Linked DNA regions of Nothobranchius furzeri: region 2 is linked to region 1. The links are chromatin contacts, called in public Micro-C maps. All regions are on one chromosome and are shown on one strand. Each heading gives the region's core, a stretch centred on a gene start, on an enhancer-like site or on the middle of the called end of the contact. The rest is flanking DNA. Distances are from core to core; before and after follow the strand shown. Region 1 overlaps LOC107391343 (myosin-11). Region 2 holds the start of krt8 (keratin 8).

The links. Hi-C and Micro-C count contacts between places; a contact is called where the count stands out from the background.
Region 2: a Micro-C map of tail fin shows a contact between it and region 1, with 13 times the contacts expected there. The contact joins the promoter of krt8 here to the enhancer-like site in region 1. A contact is called at or near these places in 2 of 2 Hi-C or Micro-C datasets (skeletal muscle and tail fin).

The regions. Positions count from the first base shown.
Region 1 is chr15:49,455,974-49,461,009 of NfurGRZ-RIMD1, forward strand. LOC107391343 (myosin-11) reads left to right here. Exons shown (of 13, transcript XM_054746187.2): 13 at 696-810. Among protein-coding and RNA genes, the nearest start is that of LOC107391343, 24 kb to the left of the region's middle. Within about 2 kb of position 1,553, at least 1 of the 3 cell types and tissues checked has an H3K27ac peak or open chromatin away from gene starts, as enhancers often do. A contact at or near this core is called in tail fin, where this site is marked.
Region 2 is chr15:49,541,816-49,546,436 of NfurGRZ-RIMD1, forward strand. It overlaps krt8 (keratin 8), which reads left to right and starts at 3,037. Exons shown (of 8, transcript XM_015968613.3): 1 at 3,037-3,576. The coding sequence starts at 3,154.

The DNA of each region.
Region 1 (5,036 bases), core at 303-2,802:
TATATATATATATATATATATACATATACATATATGTGTGTATATATACACACATATATGTATGTGTATATATATATATATATATGTATATATATATATATGTATATATATATATATATGTGTGTGTGTGTGTGTGTGTGTGTGTGTGTGTGTGTATATACATATATATTTATATATACATACATACATATACATACATACATACATATATATATATATATATATATATATACATATATATATATATATATATATATATACACACATATATATATATATATACATATATATATATATATATACATATATATATATATATATATATATATACATATATATATATATATATATATATATATATATATATATATATATATATATATATATATATATATATATATACATACACACACACACACACACACACACACACACACACACACACATATATACATACATATATATATATATATATATATATATATATATATATATATGTGTGTGTGTGTGTGTGTGTGTGTGTGTGTGTGTGTGTGTGTGTGTGTGTGTGTGTGTGTGTGTATATATATACATATACATATTGAGAGGTGCTATAGAAATGATATTTTCTTCTTATTCTTCTGTACCTGAGCTATTGCAATATTGCAATTTCCCCACTGAGGGACTAAGAAAGGTATTCTTATTCTTATTCTTAGGAGGAGGAGAAAAGGAAGATTTGCCATTTTTTTCTGAGCCATGGCACTCATCCACCACCAGGCGGCAGCAGAAGCAAAGATATCTCACCAGTCTAGAGTTTTTTTTTTTTTCATCTTCTGGTGGACTCAACACCTCAAGTTTAGTTAACTCCGAAACTCTCTTCGTGTTTTTCTTAATAACCATAACTTTGCTGTGGAAACGTGACCATTTCACCCCTCTGCACTTAGTTATTGTTAGCCTTCTTTATTTGTTTTTGTTTTTTCGGTGACTTGATCTTAAAATAAAGTTGTGTTGACTCTTTCGGCTTGCAGGAAACAGACTGATGAGCTGAATTAAGCAGCACACACACACACACACACACACACACACACACACACACACACACACACACACACACACACACACACACACACACACACACACACACACACACACACACACACACACACACACACACACACACACACACCCTCTCTCTGCTGGTCATCTGAACATCTTGGTAACACCCAAACAGCTCAATCACTGTTTTGACAACAGCGACGCTCCGCCACATTCCTGCAGCAGCTTCTCGACCCAAACTCCTCATCTGTCACTTAGACTGTTTTCATTAACGTACCACCCAAGATCGTTTATTCCTCCAGTGCTTTCTGAACTTTACGGCTTCTGTCTGGCGAATGATGCACTTAGCCAGCCTCTAAAAGACAAGACAAATGGGGAGAGAGGATGTTAAACAGAGAATTACGGTACTACTGTGCCCACAAAGAAGTCCATTATTCACCATCATTAACCCGTGAGCTTTGCGACTGTAGTCAGGATATTCATATGTAAAGCACTTCCCATTTGTATTTCCTGATTGCCATGGCAACCCTTAAAGGCCCGAATGCTTTCCAGTGACTTGTGCCAGTTAGGCGTGAGGAGGAATCTGTACTTTTCTCTGTCTTGACTTTTGGCTTTTATTTGAAAACTGTATTTATGTGATGAGAAAAGGTTGTGAGGCAAATCACGTCTGTTTTAGTCGGTCAAAACAAACTCGTTTAAAAGCCACACAGAGGAGAGACTGTTTATCGGACAATCCGTTTGTAGACTCTTCTTTTCCTGAGATGTTGGTAACTTAGTGCCTGAAGTCCTTTCTCAGAATCTCGAGGGATAAAACATGTCATCGTTGCTGTGGTCAGAGTCTTTGTTTACATAAAATATCTGATGAATACATTAAGTGTCTTTCTAGTTCGCACATTGGTTTTGCCTCTGCCATCTTTTCCTATTTCCTCTTTTTCATTTTTTTAAACCTTTGCAGACGTCATGCTGCCACGTAGATCAAGCTGTCACCCCACCCACATCAGCAATCCACGCAAATAGGTGGAGTGGTTAGTGCTACGTTTGTGCCGTCAAAATAGTCATTTGTGCTGCTGTGGTTTTTAAAATATTCAACATTATGTTTATAGGTCATTCAGGGGTCGCCATCCCCCCAGGTAGGACCAAAATGAACCGGCCCAGTCTACGTATTTAGTGCTACGTTTGTGCTCATTTGTGCCGTTAAAACGATCGTTTGTGCTGCTGTTGTTTTCGAGATATTAATAGTTTAATTTTGCGGCGATGACGTCACCACCTCAACCGGAAGAAGTTCGCGGTTCATAACCTCTTCTACTTGAAGTAGGTGAGGGGTCACCTTCCCCCGAGGTAGGTCCAAAATGAACCGCCCCAGTCTACGTATTTAGTGCTACATTTGTGCCGTTAAAACGATCGTTTGTGCTGCTGTGGTTTTCGAGATATATGATTATTATAAGGTGCTAATATATATAACATTTTTACTGTAATGCTTTTCAACTTGTACTTTTGAAATGATTTTGTGCCTTTGTTTGAAAATTGACGAATAAAGTTCTTTAAAAATATGTTGTGCTTGCACTATTTTTTAAATATAAAACAAAGAAACACTTCACTTCAAAATAGTTGTGAACGGAAAAACACTACTTCCGGAAGAGTTATTGATCCTGCCTCTTTCTGCTCAAGGCATTTCCGGTGGTGATGTCATCACCCCAAAATAAACTCTTAACATCTCGAAAACCACAGCAGCACAAACGACCATTTTAACGGCACAAATGAGCACAAACATAGCACTAAATACGTAGACTGGTCCGGTTCATTTAGGACCTACCTGGGGGGATGGTGACCCCTGAATGACCTATGAAAATAATGTTGAATATTTTAAAAACCACAGCAGCACAAACGACTATTTTAACGGCACATATCAGCACAAACGCAGCACGAACCACTCCACCTATTTGCGTGGATTGCTGATGTGGGTGGGGCGACAGCTTGATCTACGTATTACTGCCACCACTCCCGAGACCTTCTAAACTCCTTTTGCTAAAACAGGGACTAAAAAAACAAACAAATGTGTCGTCTTTAAGACACAAAAATCCAATCACCACTTCCTAATGTATAAAGTCAACACTGGTTTGTCTTTATTCAGTCAAATAAAAGCTGCACAACAGGAAATGACAGCTTATTAGAGCCTCTGTTGTTACTTCAGGGAAAATTAAGTTAAGCATTGAGGTATTTATGCGCTGATGATGATGGAAGGAGCAGCTGTGTCCCTTCAATGTTAGCTTTGGGAGGGTGTACTCTTTGTAAACACACCACCATGGACATTGCAGATGAACAAAAAGCGATGTAGACCACATATTGACCTGATTAATCTCTGATATAAATATTGATTTTATCAGGACTGGGGAGTCATGGTAAGATGTCTGGGCCAGGATGGGCACAAGCAGCCGTAGGGACCAGGCTGATTTTGCACACCTAAAGCAACGCTAAAGACTTTTTAACACTGTAACCTATTGCCTTTAAATTGGTTTCAATGGTTCTTGAGCCAGAAACTTAAGCAGCTTGGGCATGGGACAGCACTCTGTTGCCCTCTGCTGGCCAGAAACTGCACAAAACATTGTTGGCGGTACGAGTAGGAGCGCTAATGGGAGCATCCATCAATAGAATGTTTGCTTTTTTTTGTTGCCGGCATAGTGGAGCCTGCAAATAAGAGGAAGAGTAACATAGTTAAAGGTGAAGCAAAGAAAGTCTGGACGTGACAATGAACTCAAACCAGAGCAAACGTCGGTGCGGCATACACTCGTTAGTTTCAGTTTCAAACCATCTCAAAAAGCAGCAAGATCCAATTTTTTTATTCTAAAATGCCGGTAATTATAACTTCGTGAAAATGTGCAAAATACGACAACTTGTCCGACGACACTATTGACTGCATGGCCTGTAGAACGATTTACGGCAGTTGTAATTCTGCTTTCAACCAGTAGGGGGAAGACGTGGGAAACTTATTAAGTCCGGGATCACATCTTTTAATAGGCCCATCAGGAAAGTTGGAATTGGGTCTTAGCTGTGTTTGAATAATTCATCCTGTGGTTTTTGTGGACCCAAATTTGCTTTTGCATAAATTTTGCTGGCCAGAATCTCATGACATCATGAGCATAAGAACTGAACCGCAGAGCAGTTTTTGTACACCATCTGGATCACTTCCAGCATCAGGATGCATTATGGGTAAACATCAGCTGTTGGGGTCAGATGCCTCCACATTAGTTGGTTTGTCTACCTTCTATAATTCACCACCTCCTTGCCTCAGACACCTCCACGATGTTCCTCTCCATCCTGTTTTCCAAAAGGGGGTTTGACATATAAACACACTGATTATACCTCCTCTAATCAACCCAAGGGGAATGCTTTGTAGTCCGACCGCTTTGTGAAAAGTCGTCCATCTAACCTAATGTCATGTTTGTCATTGATGGACGTCGGTTCTTTTGCTGCGGGGACTTTTATATGCCTGTTTTCCCTCCTCAGCCATCCCACGCTTGTACACAGTGGAGCGGAGAGGCCCCAGAACGGGGTGGGGGTTGTCATTAGAGATAATCCACCATAATTATAGATGGTTATGATGTTGACGAAAGTGATCCTGGCTGATTAATGTCTGTTTACATACAGAAAGAGACAACAAACCAGGTTGAACATGATTCAGATTTAATCTCACTCTGGTCTGAGACTCTGGTCGGGTCTTTAAATTGTGGATTTCTTTTTGGCATCAGTGACAACTGAAGCTGGATTAGAAATTATTTAATTATTAAAGAACATTTTCTTGCTGGCTTGTGACACTAGATGACCTCTTAAGTCTTTAATCCAAAACACTTCCTGAATTTGATATGTGCGTCTTATAGTGCTGCTTTGTTTCACAAATCTTAATGGGGGGGTTTTTGCATCATAGTTGTGTTCAGAGATATCCTGGTGTCTGTCACTTTGTGTGTAGTAATACATTTAACAGGCCCAAGCTACTGCCCAAGTAG
Region 2 (4,621 bases), core at 1,787-4,286, 87 kb after region 1:
CAAGGGGGCAATCACTTTTTCACACAGGGCAATGTAGGTTTGGATTTTGTTCTCTCCCTAAATAATAAAAACCATCATTTCAAAACTGCATTTTGTGTTTACTTGTGTTATCTTTGACTAATGGTTAAACGTGTTTGATGATCAGAAACATTTTGTGTGACAAACATGCAAAAGAATAAGAAATCAGGAAGGGGCAGAAAGTTTTTCACACCACTGTAAACAGAAATGTAAACAGATCAACGAGAGAGCGCTGAACACCAGCAGTGGAAATTTGGTGGGTCAGTGAGACCGACAACTGGATGGTCCAATGGTTGCTTTTGCTCCAAGCCGTGTTATTGTCTTTTTAGAGAGAGAACACTTTATTCGTTCATTTGTTTTAATCTCAACAATACATTTACAGCGAAACTATGTTAAAACGTTGTTAAGAGGCATGAAAAAGTGTTTTAAGCTAACGTGTTCTGTAGATTTACTGTTGCAGCTTTTTTTTTTAAACTTCACCAGAAACTCTTCCAACTTCACAAAAGCCAGTTGTTTAGTGACGTCTGCTGATGTCATCACTTACCGAGTTACAGCCAATCAGAACAAGTTACCCATGAATCCCACTCAGCGACCGTATCGGGCCGTTTCCCAGTACACACCCCAGTTCCGGTAGTGGATTAGCACAGGCACGCTGCAAAGGTCTGGTGAATTTACCCAGAAGTTCCAGTAGATCCGACTTTGGAAGACATCTTACTGTCTTCATTTTATTTTGAATCGGTATCTCACCGGGCTGCAACTAGTTGGAGACACAAATTGTGAGGAAATGGCAAATTTTCACATCAAAATGAAAACTAATTGCAACTTTTGCACCATATTTGTCCAGATTTCTTAAAGTAGTGTTTTATTTATTGCATTGCAAAGTGAGTTTAGTTTGTTTACAGTTGACCATCATGTTTACAGTTTAGTAGCACACGGTACGATAGCTTGAGTGGTCACCGAGGCGCATTACATTTCTCTCACCAGTTCCAGATGCCCTGTGACGACGTTCGGACCACTTGGAGAGACAATTTGTTTTGTGGACTTTTTGAACAGTTTCAAAAATCAGTGAGGTCAAGTGATTCGTGCAAAGAAGCCAGGAAAATGTTCAACATGAATCTTCCCGTGGCTGTTTTAGGTCCTCATAACGATTTGGTGACAAACTCATAAATGTGTTGCATAAAGGGAGCACGTATATGTTTAAAGGTCACTAAGCAAACCAAACTCAATGATAAACACCTGTTTCTCTGAAGTTTTCATAATTTGACTTCAAACCTAATAAAAAAGTAACTCAACTACTAAGTGACAGTCATGAGATCCGAAACATGGTTCCCTAATTTATTGACAGATTGCTTAAATTCAGCTGAAATCTTCGTCTCAGTTAGAACACATGAAGATATGATCCAAACTCAGCTGATCTCACCATTTCACAAACCAAAACAGGAAATAGCCACTGGCACCGCGTTTCCTTTGGTGCCAGGAGCTCCAGCTTGGATTGTCAGCGCCATGTCAATGTCCCCACATGCCTTTCTTTACAGCACTCCGTCTCCTTGCAACTTGGTTACAAAGAGCCCCGCTCTGAAACTGGCACCCATTTTGGCTCTGGAGAAATGATGGGAGTGTTTTTTTTTTATTTCTGTAGGTTTCCATGACGATAATGAGGCCAGGAGGCACTGGTGGGAGAAAAATGGCTAAAGGCGATGGAGGGGAGAGGGTATTGTGGAGGGGGTTGGTTTGGTAATGCCAAGACTCATGACTCATTGTAACGAGGGACTAGAGGAGGAAGTCAATGAGGGTGGAGAGGAATGCAGGACTGGTATTGGTGGAGCAACGGTTGACAGATGAGAGGCCGTTTTGTTTTTACCCGCTCAGAAATGAGGAACGAAGGAGGCTCAGTTAGGAATTGAAAAAAGTTTGCATCATTGAGACGAATTCACCTACATTTATGTCTCTCTGGAGCCTGTATTGTCATAACAATGGTAGCAAAAGCTAACTGGTTAGTGCTGCTGACCTGGTTCTTACATGAAAACCAGCAGATGTGGTTTAAGTTTCACTCGCACCAAGGCTGGGGATGGGGGGGGGGGGGGGGGGGGGGGGGGATTGCATGGCCTGCAGGTTTTCTGCAGGAAACGTTTCCCAAACCGACAACGTTCATGCAAACGCTTTCCACAACCAGCTTCTAATCTGCAGGATTGTTACCTTTAAAAAAAAAATCTCCTTCTGAAATGTTAAAAACTCTTATTTTCCCATTAAATAAGTAAAAATATACATTTCAGTGCAAAGATGCAGCAAAAATGTTCAAGATTGTCAACTTGAAATGATGTTTATTTATATGAATTCAGTGCATAATTAGCCACAGATGAGTTCTGCGAGCTTGTTGGCCTCAGCGTCTATTTAGACTTTTTACTTTAATCCAGAAACAATCAGTGACACAAAAATACGATTTTGAAGGGGAAAGTGGTCTTTGGAACCGTCGGGAGGAAGATCTTTTCTTTTACTCGTTCGAAATGCCGAGAAGCATCATCAAACCCATTGTTGGTGTGAGTTTCTAACCGGATCCTATTTGAATGTGTAAAACATCTACGACCGGCTCAACCGGAATTCTAATCAGTTGGGATTTAGTGTGATTGTTACGGATCACATTCCACATTCGTTACTCAAAGTTCCAAAAGAAAACATCACCTCTACGTTGTTGCACATGTGCCTCACACCTGAGAATCAGCGAAAAGTGTGTGTGAGCTGCTTCTGTCAAGCATCCCGCCTGCCCACACACACCAGCTGATCAGCTCATCCCGTAATCTGACATCCATTTACCTTGGATGACACAGAGGGAGAGGGTTATCAACATTCCTGCGATAGACAAAGTGTTGTCTTCAGAGAGGAGGACATGGTTGTGACTGACTGGACACAGAGGTGTACAGTTACAGCCCCATTCCTGCCTCTAGCCCAGAGCAGCAGCCAATCACAGCTCCCGCCAGGTCCCTCCCACATCAGGGGCAGGCTTTAAAACTCCCCTGTATATTCTCCTCTGTCTATCCTCTTTGGTATTTTCCTCTGCTGGCCTGCCTGTCTGCCTGCCTAACCAGTCTCCTCGTTTCAAATTTGTTTCATTCAAAAGAAAAAAATCAGATCCTCAGAATGTCTTTCAGGACCTCCTCAAGCAGCAGTTTCAGGAGTTCATCTGCCCCAAGGAGCTTCAGCAGCAGCTCCTATGCAGGACCAGGTGGAGTCACCTCCCGCAAGTCCTTCACAGTCAAGAGCTCCTATGGAGGTGCTGCTGGCAGCGGCTTTGGAGGAGCAGGAGGCATGGGCATGGGCTTTGGAGGAGCTGGCATCACCAGGAGCTCTGCGTACAGCGTGAGTTCCAGCATGGGTGGTCCAGGAAGCATGAGCTTCGGCAGCAGCATGCCCGTCCATACCCCCATCAGTGCCGTGACGGTGAACAAGAGCCTGCTGGCCCCCCTCAACCTTGAGATTGACCCCACAATTCAAGTGGTCCGCACCCAGGAGAAAGAGCAGATCAAGAGCCTCAACAACCGCTTTGCCTCTTTCATTGACAAGGTAAGAGTTTTAAAAGTTCTTTAGAAAGTTCAGTCACAGAGTTTAGACGATGTCTCACAGCTGGGACGTGTTGGACGGAGAGACATATGTCCAGCACTTGCCTGTTAGTGCAGATTCTGCCATAAAGACATTGATTCATGCCTTTCTCTTTACTCTTCTCGCCTCACACAAATCAAACACAGGCAGCAGAGGGTTTGGCCCTCAGTCTTCTGGCTTTGCTTTTGACTGTGATGAAAAACAGATGTAGGGAGAAGAAAGCAGGAACGAGAAAGAGAAGAGGAGAAAAAAGGCCCAAGGGTGTGTCAGGGCAGAGCTCAGGGCTTGTGATACAAGTTACCTTGGGAATGGTCCCTCCCTTAGCCAGGGTGTGGCTTTTTCTGCTGTCCACACACACACACACACACGCACGCACGCACACACACACACACACACACACACACACACACACACACACACACACACACACACACACACACACACACACACACACACACACACACACACCATGTCTTGTCATATGTCTATGTATAAAGTATTTTTGAACTGAATAGAATTTGGACACACACACTAATGAGAACGTATTGTTACCTTTGACACAATGGCTTGTTTCTTGCGGGCTTGCTGTATAAGGAGCGTTCGTGACAAGACGACCCTTAAATCTTCTGAATAAGCTGAATTTCTGTGTTACGATTGTGCTCACAGGTGAGTTTCAATCCCCTGAGGTCTCATGGGTGGGTTAATATTTAAAAAGGCCGCTTGGTTTCATGTTCTGGTCAATGCCAGCTGACTGGCAACAGATCAACCTTCCACCCCCCCCAACGAAGATAAGAGGCGTGCTTCGACTCTGAGCAGATCAAAGAGACTCACGCGCACACGGAGTCGCCTTACTGCCGTCATTACTCAAGCGTAAATGAAGATTTAATAAGAGGTGATTTGATCTCATCAGTGGGGAGCAATGTCCGCTGCTTATCTGCTCTCACTATCTCTATTTTACTGGTGATAAATTAGCAAACTCTCCACCTCCTGGACAAATAAATCACCCCTC